Regions from separate parts of the Canis lupus genome. Here region 1 is linked to region 2. Evidence: chromatin contacts called from public Hi-C data. All regions are on one chromosome and are shown on one strand. Each heading gives the region's core, a stretch centred on a gene start, on an enhancer-like site or on the middle of the called end of the contact. The rest is flanking DNA. Distances are from core to core; before and after follow the strand shown. Region 1 holds the start of NOL6 (nucleolar protein 6). Region 2 holds the start of NFX1 (transcriptional repressor NF-X1).

The links. Hi-C and Micro-C count contacts between places; a contact is called where the count stands out from the background.
Region 1: a contact with region 2 is called in a Hi-C map of blood, with 4 times the contacts expected there. The contact joins the promoter of NOL6 here to the promoter of NFX1 in region 2. A contact is called at or near these places in 4 of 9 Hi-C or Micro-C datasets (amygdala, blood and skin fibroblasts).

What each region holds. Positions count from the first base shown.
Region 1 is chr11:50,779,455-50,785,848 of UU_Cfam_GSD_1.0, reverse strand. NOL6 (nucleolar protein 6) reads left to right here and starts at 3,844. Exons shown (of 27, transcript XM_038552612.1): 1 at 3,844-3,991; 2 at 4,144-4,309; 3 at 5,754-5,960; 4 at 6,046-6,162. The coding sequence starts at 4,256.
Region 2 is chr11:50,622,654-50,628,571 of UU_Cfam_GSD_1.0, reverse strand. It overlaps NFX1 (transcriptional repressor NF-X1), which reads right to left and starts at 4,511. Exons shown (of 23, transcript XM_038552603.1): 1 at 3,972-4,511; 2 at 1-36. The coding sequence starts at 3,996.

The DNA of each region.
Region 1 (6,394 bases), core at 2,595-5,094, 160 kb before region 2:
AAATGAATACGAGAGCCAATGGCCTCCATGTGCCCATCCTCTGCCCCAGATGGTGGGTTATACAGAAATTATGTGGTTGTGGGGGGGGGGGGGTCATGCTGCCCCCCACCAGGCCCACTGGTCATGGGGAGCAGGGAATCTTAGTGTATTTTGATTTGTTTGTTTAAGAAAAAACCCAAAATCAATAGAATGAGTTTGTCTGGTCGGTTGGTTTTGTTTTTGTTTTTGTTTTTTTTCTTTCTTTTTTTTTAAATGAGTCAATAGCAACATCCAGTTCTCACCAGGCTCCCTCTACCTGCACTTGCAGTGGTGGCAAGCAGGTTCCTGGAGTTGAGGCTGCAGCTCAGGGTGAAATGGGGCCAGATGTGGGTTTCCAGCCTTGCTTGGCCCCAGGGTTGGCAACCGGATCCTGGGGCAACCCATCTGGTCTCCTGAATAAAAGTCAAAAGCTGCATTTTTTTTTTAATTGCATAGAGGGCCAGCCTATAAAACGTGAGGGCAAGAACACAATTCCTGATTTCTGGCTTGTGATCATCATGTCTTTTTTTTTTTCTTTTTTTCTTTTTTAAAGATTTTATTTATCCATTCATGAGAGACACAGGGAGAGGCAGAGACATAGGCAGAAGGAGAAGCAGGCTCCATGCAGGGAGCCCGATGTGGGACTCAATCCCAGGACCCAGGAACGACACCCCAAGCCAAAGGCAGATGCTCAACCACTGAGTCACCCAGGCGCTCCATCATCATGTCCTATTTATCTCTCTATTCTTGACACTGAGCATAGTGCTTGCCATTTCTTAAGTGTCACTCAGTATGGAATGAGTGGTTGACTTATCTCTCTAATCTTCAGTGCTTGATCATACTTCAACAGTGCTGCTTCCTCTTCTCCGTCAATGCAAAGTCAAATTATACTTCAAGACTTAGCGCAAATCCATCTCCTCTAGGAAATCTTGTTTAGCAAAACATTCTCCAGCCATGAAGAAGGAAATCCTGCCATTTGTGACAATATTGATGAACATTGACAGCATTAAGCTAAGTGCAATAAGTCAGAGAAAGACAAATGCTGAATCATCTTACTTATATGTGGAATCTAAAAAAGCCAAACTTGGGACGCCTGGGTGGCTCTGCAGTCGGGCATCTGCATTCAGCTCACGGCGTGATCCCAGAGTCCCAGTATCGAGTCCCACATCGGGCTCCCTGAATGGAGCCTGCTTCTCCCTCTGCCTGTGTCTCTACCTCTGTGTGTGTGTGTGTGTCTCTCTCATGAATAAATAAAATCTTAAAAAAAATTAAAAAGCCAAACTTATAGAAACAGAGTGAATTGTGGTTGTCTCTCTCTGTGTCTCTCTCATGAATAAATAAATAAAATCTTAAAAAAAATAAAAAAGCCAAACTTATAGAAACAGAGTAGATTGTGGTTGCCAGGTGATAGTATGGGAAATGAGGAGATATTGGTTAAAGGATACAGACTTCCAGTTATAAGAGAAATAAGTTCCTGGGGATCTAATGTACAGCACGGTGACTATAGTTAACAATACTGTATTGAAGGACACCTGGGTGGCTCAGCAGTTTAGCATCTGCCTTCGGCCCAGCGCATGATCCTGGAGTCCCTGGGATCGAGTCCCACATCAGGCTCCCTGCATAGGGCCTGCTTCTCCCTCTGCCTGTGTCTCTATGTCTCTCATGAATAAATAAATAAAAATCTTTAAAAAAAAAAAGAAAGGTGCTAAGAGAATAGATCTTAAATGTTCTTACCATAACAATAACAACATATGGTAATTATGTGAAGTGAAGGATGTATTAAATGTGTTAACTAACCTTATTGTAGTAATCATTTTGCAACATATACATGTAACAAATTATCACATTGTATACCTTAAACTTTAGGTTATACAATAATTATATCTCAATAAAGCTGGGGAAAAAATCAAAACACTGAGCAAAAAGGGCAGCAAGTTCAAAGGCCCAGGACATAAAAGCAAGATAGTAGAGAAAATCTAAGTAGTTCAATATAGCGAGGGCATAAAGTTTGACAGAAACAATGGTAAGAGACAAGGCTGGAAGGTTGACATTGGCTTCATTAATTCTTTTATTCATTCAGTAAGCATTTATTGAGTATGTACAGTGTGCTAGGCATTGGCTATGTAGACCTGGTCCTTGTTTTCATGGATTTACAGTCAAGGAAAAAAAGACAATTGATAAACAATCAAAGCTTATTTTTTAAAAAAGGAAATAAATGGAATGATAAGGGAAAATATATTTCAGTTTAGAGGATCAGGGAAAGCCTAACTACACAGGTGATACTTATCCTGAGAACTGAAGGATGAAAAAGAGAAAAAGTCATGAAAAAGCATTCTAGACAGAGCAAACAGCTTAGATCCAGTTTATATCTCTTTTTTTAAAAAAATGATTTTATTTACTTACTTGAGGAGGAATGAGAGAGAGAAGGAGAAAGAGAGAGAGAATGCACAGAGGGAGAAGGAGAAGCAGACTTCCCTGCTGAGCAGGAAGCTTGATGCTGGGCTCAATTCCAAGACCCTGGGATCATTTTTAAAGATTTTATTTATTTATTCATCACACACACACACACACAGATAGACAGAGACACAGAGGGAGAAGCAGGCTCCATGTAGGGAGCCTGACGGGGGACTGGATCCCAGGTCTCCAGGATCAGGCCCTGGGCCAAAGGTGGCACCAAACCACTGAGCCACCCGGGCTGGCCTTATTTTATTTTTTAAATTCTGGCAACCATGTGGAAAGGGATCAAAGGACAAGACCACCCTTGTGAAAAATTCCTTTAAAAGGTATTGCATGAAAAAAAAAATAAAAGGTATTGCATGGATTAATCTGTGCAAATGCAAGTCAGGATAGTAGGTACTGTTGGAGCATAATGATTAGATGGCAAAATGAAGAGAAATTCTAAAGTTTCAAGAAATGTTCTGTTTCTTTTCTGGGAGCTGGTTACATGGGTATATTTGGTTTATGAATATTCAAGCTGTACCCTTATGTAATTTTCGTGTATGTATATATATGTATACACAATCACACATTTGCATAATTATATGCATACCTATAATTCTATATACATATACATGTAATTTTATATATGCATGTTATGCATTCTGCAATTACATACACACATATGTACATATGTGTGTATACATATGTGTGTATGTATATTGTACAAAAAAGCTATTGAATGAGATTGTCCTATACTTCAAACATGTTGTTATAGAAGACCAAAAAAGGGAGAGTTCCCCAAATGTTCTTAGATTAAGATAGAGAAAAGAAACATGACAACTAAATTGATGCATGCTCTTGCATCAAGAAATAAAATGCTACCATGTAAAGGATATTATTGGGATAATCAGCAAAATTTGAATAGTATTGAATCAAAGTTAAATTTGATAAATGGACTATAATTTTGTAAGTGGACTCTAATTAGTCCTTCTCCTTAGTACATATATGCCAAAGTATTCAGGGATGTGGGCGAAGGAATTCTCAAGTGGTTCTGCAGAAGAGTTTATAAATACCTAAAGACAAGACAAATTTGACAAAACAAACACTAAGGATGGGTACCTGAAGGATATATGTTCACTATATTATTACACTGGGTAGATTTGGAAAACTTAAAAATAAACTGGAGAAGCTCTTATAATCTAGGCACAAGGCGATTTGACTTGAACTAAATTTGGTACTAAAGACAGAAGAGAATGAATGAATTCGAAATATATTTTGAAGGCAGAACTGACGAAGCTGGTGATTCGGTAAGACGTGGTGGATGAGACGGACAGGATTCCGCGGCGAGAACCAACAGCCCCGAGCGCCCAAGCCAGCCCCGCCCTTCCTCTTTCGACGCAAGCTGCGGAAGTGAGGGAAAGAAAGCGACCGCTAAGCTACAGGCAGGCTTCCGGTCTGGCGTCGCAAAGAGACCGTAAATGGGAGAAGCCGGCTTGGCTCCTCCCCCTCGGTGGGCGGGCCTGGAGAGTGACAGGTACCAATGGCGAGCGGCCCTTCGAGCGCTCACCCAATGGTTCCGGAGCGGGGCGGAGTCCTGCGGCACGAGGCTGGTCCCCACGCGGCGCGGGGGGTTTGCCGCGGGGCTGCCGCAACTTTCTCGTAAGTCCTCTGCGATTCCGCTGCCAGGCTTCGGTGATTGTGCGGAGGGCTTCGGCACTTCTGCCCACGTGGGAAGAAGTTGTGCCGAGCACGTGGGCTTCCTACCCGAAGTACTGGAGCAAGACCTGGACCCGGAGTTATGGGGCCAGCGCCTGCGGGAGCGCAGGATCGCGGAGGTGCTGGGGAGCCAGAGGTGGGTGAGCCCTCCGGCAGGAAGGAGTGCTTTCTACCTGCCCGAGCTGGCAGAGCCTGGCAGCTCGCCGGCCAGGGGCGCCGAGGCAGTCCGTCCTGGAGGAGTCTTATTCCCCCACATTTCCAGTCTGGGCACCGAGACAGTCGGAGGGAGATGGGAACTTGCGTTATTTGGATAGAAGCGATAAAGCTTCTTGAGCTTTTTCCTTCGAGAGCTCTCACCTGGAAGTTGAAGAGACCCCCGCGGCGTGGATCATTTTCCTAACCAGGTCCTTCTCCTCGTCATTCTGCGAGACCTTCTAATCTCTTGAGCCCAGTTCTGTGCTCGCTGCTCTAACAGAGGGCACATGGTGGTGCTTCTGGGATCCTTCAGTGAGATTCTCCCCGTGTAGGAACGTGGAGTGGGGGCGGGGCCCAGGGCTGTAGGGGAGAAGGTTTGAGACCCTGCAGACCAGGGTGTGAAGCCTGCTTACAGAATAGGCATCCTGGACACCTAAGTGGCTCAGTGATTGCGTTTCTGCCTTTGGCCTAGGTTGTGATCCCGGGATCCTGGGATTGAGTCCCGCATCCGGCTCCCTGGGGGGAGCCTGCTTTTCCCTCTGCCTTTGTCTCTGCCTCTCTCTCTCTCTGTCTCTCATGAATATTTAATTTATTTATTCGTGAATATTTTATTTATTTATTCATGAGAGAGGCAGAGACATAGGCAGAGGGAGAAGCAGGTTCCATACAGGGAGGCCGATGTGGGACTCGATCCTGGGACTCCAGGATCACCACTGGGCGGAAGGCAGAGGCTCAACCACTGAGTCACCCAGGCAACCAGTAAATAAAATCTTTAAAAAAAAAAATGCATGCTAACTGTGGAATCCAGCTCAGGGGACTTCTTTCAAGTGTGCATTTTCTGCCAGGATTACTGAGGATTGGATGACATACTGAGTATATTTTACAGAGGCAGTAGATTCCAGCTCTTTCCAACATTTGGCCACTTAACATTATACTGATGTAGTCTATAGTCAGGGCTTGCTGGCAGGGGTAGAGCCTGGCAGGATTTGGATAGAGCAAGAGTGGAGATGGCATTTGCAGATTCCCATTTGCAGATAACCCAGCAGAAGAGGAAGCTCCCTGATGCATGGTACCTGGAAATACAAGAAGCTCAGGCATTGTTTAGGTCAGGACTCAGTCAACTACTAACCCTGTCAACTTCAGGCAGGGCTCCATGCTTGTGCTGTCACATAGACAGGGAGCCCTCAATTCAAGGAATTTCAGCCTAGAGCTTAGTAACGTTCTTCTAAGTAATGATAATCCTAAGTTTCACAGTCTGGCTCCCATTCAAAAGAATGAACAGGAGCTTGTGAAGTTTTTGCCCACATCCCATTATGGTGGCACTTCTGGCAGTGGATGTTTGATGTCTGTGACCTCACAGTGGCTTCTCTCCTCACTGGCCACAGGTAATGGAACTAGCTCTGGAAGGCACAGGCAAGGAGGGAAAGAAGGAGTCCTCAAAGAAGCATACCCTGTCTGGGTCTCCAGTGGAGGGCCTCCTGCAGCCAGTGAAGCTTAGCCAGGCAGAACTGTATAAGGAGCCTACCAATGAGGAGCTGAATCGTCTTCGGGAGACTGAGAGTCTATTCCACTCCAGCTTGCTTCGTTTACAGGTACTATTGGGTGGCTGGGGCTTTTATTAGAGGGGTGGGCCTGGAACCCTGAGGCTGAAGGACTCTCTGCTGTCTCTTCTTACAGGTAGAGGAGCTACTAAAGGAAGTGAGGCTGCCAGAGAAGAAAAAGGAGCGGATTGATGCTTTCCTACGGGAGGTCAACCAGAGAGTCCTCAGGGTGCCCTCAACTCCTAAGAGAGAGGTAAAGCAGGCAGTGAGAAGAACTGGAAAGCCCAGGAGAGGTCCTCCATGTGGGCATCTGAAACAGCTTTTCTCTTTGCCAGAGGGGTGCTAGGGAGCTCATTTTCATTGCCACTGGAAGTACAGTCAACCACTTGTGCATTTGTTCAGCAAACGCTTATGTTCTTTGCAGCAGTTACATTTTTAGGACACATCAGTGAACACAAGCTGTCTACTTTCTAGTGTTGGGCTTA
Region 2 (5,918 bases), core at 3,262-5,761:
TGAACTCAGCAGCATCCGTATTGAATTTAAAAGTACCTAGGACATAAGAAAATAGACATGCCAGTAAAAAAACTAATCATCATCCATGAAGCCCAAAAGACTCTAAGCCATTATCTAAAAGATTTTCTTAAGGACTTGTATAAAACAGGCTCTTAGTAAGGCTTATGCTTCCTGTGAATTTGATGGGTTCAAGGTGCTTGTGGAACACTGATCATTTCATGTCCAGTAACCTCACCAATAGCCCTAAGAACTACTAAGTAAAACTGCTCACCTGGGTGATGAAGTATTATTATTATTATTATTATTATTATTATTAATTTCTTAAAAATGTAAGTTCCATGCTCTATATGGGGCTTGAAATTACAACCCCAAGATCAAGAGTTGTATGCTATGCTGAGTCAGCCAGGCATTATTCCTATATGCCTATATGTTTATTTTATTAAAAATTTTCAGGTCAGCAAACAGTTCAGGGGTGAGAATCAATTAGCAGGTTCCATGTGGCCTTTCAAAGCTCTTAAGGTAGCATTGTGTAGTATCAAGTATACAGATTTTGGAGTCAGCTAAAATCAGTTTGAAGTCTGGCCCTCCAAATTATGGTATGAATTTAGGGTATCACCTGATTGCTTTTAGCCTTCATTTCCTCATCCATGACAAAAGATGATACTACTTCAAAGGGCTACTGTGAAATTTAAGTAAGATTTCACATAGATAGTATTTAACATAATGAGTACATTAGTTCCCATCTCTTCCCACAAGGAATTTATTTTAGGGTTTCCATTCATAACCGTTATAATATGGTCCATAATCCAAGTCTCAAAAGTTAAGCACATGCCTCTTCAACTCACTTGTTTTTTCTCCAAACGTGCTTCTTTGTCCCTGAAGCCTAAAGACTAAATGATGTGCCTAAGGATACAAACCTAGTTAGTAGAAAAGTCAGAATTATGTGTAGCATATGGATTACACAATTGACCTTTGAACAGTTTTGAACTACACAAGTCCATTTATATGTGAATTTTTTACTGTAGAGTACTGTAAATGTATTCCCTCTTCCTTATGATTCTGATAACATTTTCTTCAGCTTATTTATTGTAAGAATACAGTAAATAGTACATATATCATGAAAAATATGTTAATCGACTACTTATGTTACTGGTAAGGTTTCTGGTCCACAGTAGGCTGTTAGTTAAATTTCTGGGGAATCGTAAGTTATATGTGGATTTTCCACTGTGCAGGGGGGTGGTGGTGGTGGGGGTGGGGGTGGTGGGGGTGGGTGGGAGGGGTGTTGGCATCCTTACCCCCCGCAAAGTTTAAGGTCAATTATACTAAGAATCAACAGGACCTGGAAGACATGGGTTTATGTCCTTGTCCATCACTTTTATCTTTATGCAAATGACTTAATCCCAATTTTTCTTATAAGGAATGGAGACAGTAACAATCCTTACATCAAAGAGTTGCTATCAAGAATAAAGCAAGTTAGTAACATACATAAAGTGGTTAAAAATGTGCTTTATTACTGCTGTTTGGACTAGACTATCTAAAACACACAGACTTGACCACAGATGGGTGCAGTGCAGAGCCTTTGGGTTTCAGGTTTAATAATTTTTTTTTTTTTTTTTTTTGGTAATTAACATGTGCCAGGCACTATTCTAAGCACTCTGCATCTGTTAACTCATTTAATCCTTACATTCCTGATGACAGAGCTATGACACTGAGAAAATTACTTGCCAAAGGCCACAGAGATGTTCTGAGGCAGACTCAGGATTCCACCCAGGCTATATGGCCCTAGAGATCATACTCTTACACTGTACTGTCAAAGGCTGGGCAGTGGGTACCATAGAAACATATACTCAAGAACTGAACGAGATCATAAAGGTCATAGGGTAAACTTCATTCAATCCAGGATTTGTCCTGAAAGCTTTCACACAGGCAATTCTGGGGACGGGGTGGAGGGGGATTAGACAGATTTAGAAGGTCACGAAGGAGATGTTCCAGAAACATAAGAGATAACATAAAGGTGGGAAGGGGTAGATTAGACCTAATGTGTATTGTATAGTCCTCTCCATCTTGAAAAAACAAAGTTGGAAAGGGGCAGAAGAAAAGTCAGTAAAGTCCAGAATAGCCTGGTAAAAGATGGGAAGAAGGTGTTCCATGTTAAGCCAAGCAGTAAGGAATTGGTGCAAGTAGAGAGTCTAGACAGGGCAGCACCTATTTGTATACAGTTTGTGATCCATTAGACATGAGATAGTAGGTAATGCCCTCAGAAAGACCCTTGAGAAATAGAAGGGAAAAAAGACACATGAGTCAGAACTCTCCACCTGAGACATAAAGATCTTTCTCCTCAGTATCTAAGTAGCTGGAAATTACTCAGTAAATAGGATACAAGTAGTACCCTAGATCCAAGATAACACAGCAACACAGTAAGTGTCTAACAGGTGAGTCGAGAAGGATAAGAGGAAATCTAAGAGATTATGAAGTCCAGAAACAAAGCTGGCAGAAAGATATCCCTGAACCTGTCTGGTATTTGAGAACAGAAGTGGGCAAGAGAATTAAACCCTGAGATGAAGGTGTGGTCTAGAGAGGATGCTGAAATAAGAGCATGAAATAGGAACTAAGGCAAAAGCAAACTAAAGAACACAAGAGGGACTTGGAGAGGTCTTTGGACTAGGGAACTTTGCCATAGTAGATGGAGAGGAGGTTGGAACCTCTGGCAGGGGCACACCAGGGAGGTCAAAACTGTAATTCACAGCTGGCCTCACCCAATCCTGCCTCAAACACTGAAGGGTGGAGAAATGAGTCAGAAGTGAGCCTGAGGATGGAAAGATCAATGGATCCAGTTTAGAGGATCTGGGAAAAAAACAGGTGGCAGAGTAACAAAACACCAGACCAACCTAAAAAGGCTCCCATCCCCCAAAATTTAATAAATCAGGATTAGGGTTTTGAAAATATAATTTTTTGACCCATACCCACAGTAACAAGTACATTTTACCTGCCACCCAGTACACAAACTTAACATATACTCTTCTTGGTTGCAAAACACTGATAAGTGGCAGAACTAAGACTCAAATCAATGGCAGTTTACAAACCACATGTGGCAAACTGCTGTCCTGTTTTTTTTCCCCCCTAGAAAGAGTGGGTCTTGAAATAAAATCAACGCAGTGGGTTGTGACAGGTATTTTTTTCAAAGAAAACAGAAAACAGAGCGTATTTCAAACAGTAAGGAAAAGCATTAATTCCTAAAACTTTTGGTTCGCTTTTAGAGTCACACGTGTGCACTGAACCACGATGTAAAATGTTTCTTTTCGGTCTCTGCCAAAAAGTTTGGAAAACAAAGATCTAAGGTACATCTTGAAGGAAAAGGAAATACACATCAACAGCCAAATGAGGCTGTTCTACACACGGAAGCAACTCCAAAAAAAGTGAGCTAACAATTATGGAACAAGTACGGTACAGGGCGGGAGCCTTCACAGAAATTATTTACTCCCAACTGATAGATGAGGAAACGGAGATTCAATCACACTGTGAGCTCGTGGCAGTCTGGAAATGGGAGCCCCTTGTGTTCGGCTCGCGCTCGCTCCGCTGCCCCAGGACGCGCCAACCCGCCACGCCTCGAGAGCCCGCCACCGTCACGGGAGGTGACTCGGCCGACGCCCGCCTGCTGCAGAGCACTGAGGCCTCTGCCCCAGCGGGGTTGGGCTGAAGGCGGGGCGCACGGCAGAAAGTGGGGCGCGCACACCGATTCACTGGACAAACCCGCGCTTCCCGGAAACCCAGCTGCGGGGCTTCACAACCCAGTGGAGGACGGTCGAGGTCTCGGTACCCACGACGCGCGTGGCTTGGCCCTTCCGAGCCACTATCCCGAACCCTGGTACGCGCCACTCTCGCGATATGAATGGTCGGAGTCCTAGGACTCGCCACTGACCCAATTTCCGCTCCCCGAGAGGGGCCCAGTCCCGCGCGGGCCGGGACAGTACCTGAGACAGGAGGCGCCTCCGCCATCCCGTGCCGCAACACCTAAAGCGAGCCCTGCAACCTAGAGCGGGATGTCACCCGGTCACGTGCCTCTGACTTCCGGCGCCGCGAGAATATTCGCCTCCGCGCGCCGGGTGGACGGCCACGGAGGTTGCGCGGCCGGAGGGAACTGTGCGGTGCGTCCGTGACGTCAGACACAAGCGCCAGGCGCCGGCGTGGAGGAGGGGAGTAGAGGCTGACCGTAGGTGGGGAGGGTCACGTTAGTGTGCGGCTAGGAATTTGCGTAGTCATTGCTTTTCTTTTTGAGATTCGTGGTGTTCTCTTGCTACTGTGCCCTTTGTTCTGGCACCCAACCAACTCCACCTGGCCTCCCGCGGTCCGCTCAAGCGTCACCTTCTACCTAGAATACTTCGGCTTTAGTGTTGGTTAAACAAGCAGAACTGCTAAGTCGTCAAAAGGGAATCGAAGGGAAAATACGCGCAAAAACAAACGGTAAAGGGCTAATATACCGAGAACTTTAACAAATCAGAAAATGATAAGCCGAAAAAAAGAAACAAAGCCGATAAACCATGTTATTAGAAATGGTAAAAGACTTGGACGGACATATGACGATAAAATACAGGTGGATATTGAAGTTGAGAAGGGAAAGTTCGGAGGCACTGATAATTTTTTTTTTTAAGATTTTATTTATTTATTCATGAGAGACAGAGACAGAGGCAGAGACATAGAGGGAGGAGTAGGCTCCATGCAGGGAGCAGGATGTGGGCTCCATCCCCAGGCCCCAGGATCAGCCCTGAGCCAAAGGCAGATGCTTCACCCTAGGCCACCCAGGCATTCCTAAAGTAGCAAAATTTTAAGTGAATGTGTGGAGTTTGCTTTGTTATTGCATTCATTACTAAGTAGAATGCAACATTTAAGCATGAAGCATATGTACTTGTAACGTAATTCACAGACTTCCCCCAAAACACGAAATAGATTCATTTATTCATAGTTGTGTTTTAATGCATACTCTTAGGCATCGCTTTAAGCGCTGGAGGTAAATGGTGAAAAAGACAAACGTGGTCCCTGCCCTAATGAAGTGCATTGTTTAGTATAGGAGATTAAAAACTAATTTATATTTACAAATTAATGATTTGTAAAATAATTTCAAATTATGTTAGCATTATGAAAGAAATAAGCAGGGTAAGAGTGATAATAGGACCTGATGAGAAAAGGTGGCCAGGCTTCCTTGAGTGGAAGGAAAGAGGAGAAGGAACTAGCTATAGGAAGATTCAGAAAGAAGGAATAGTAAAATGCAAAGGTCATGAGGAAGGAAAGACCTTGAAGTATTCAAGGTGTTGAGATATCTGCTGGAAAATAGGGAGGAGAGTGGCACGGTATGGAACTGAAGAGGTAGGTAAGGAAATCACACAGATCACCGCAGGCCATGATAATGGATTTTATTCCAAGAGCAGTAGGAAGTCATTGAAGGGTTCTAAGCAAAGAGATGGTATCTGATCTATATACTTAAAAGATTTCTTCTCTATCCAAAGGAAGAGTGAATTGTTGGGGAGCAAGAATAGAAGTGGGCAGAGCAGTGACAGTTTTGTATTAGGCTAATGCAGAAGATGATGGTGGCTTTGGACTAGAGTGACAGCAAATAGCATGGAGAGAACAGATATGAGCTATATTTGAGATACAACCAGTGTCCACCTTCCAGACTTTTCCATACCAACAGGTGTGATATCTCATTGTTTTAATTTTTATTCCTCTGATTACTGAGTCTGAATATTTTTAAAATGATTTTATTACTTCTTTTAAAGTAATCTCTACACCCAACATAGGGCTTGAACTCATAACCCCAAGATCAAGAGTCACATGCTGTACCAACTGAGCCAGCCAGGTTCAGCCAAGTCTGAACATTTTTTTTTTTTTAAAAGGGAGAGGGCTTTTTTTTTTTTTTTAAAGAT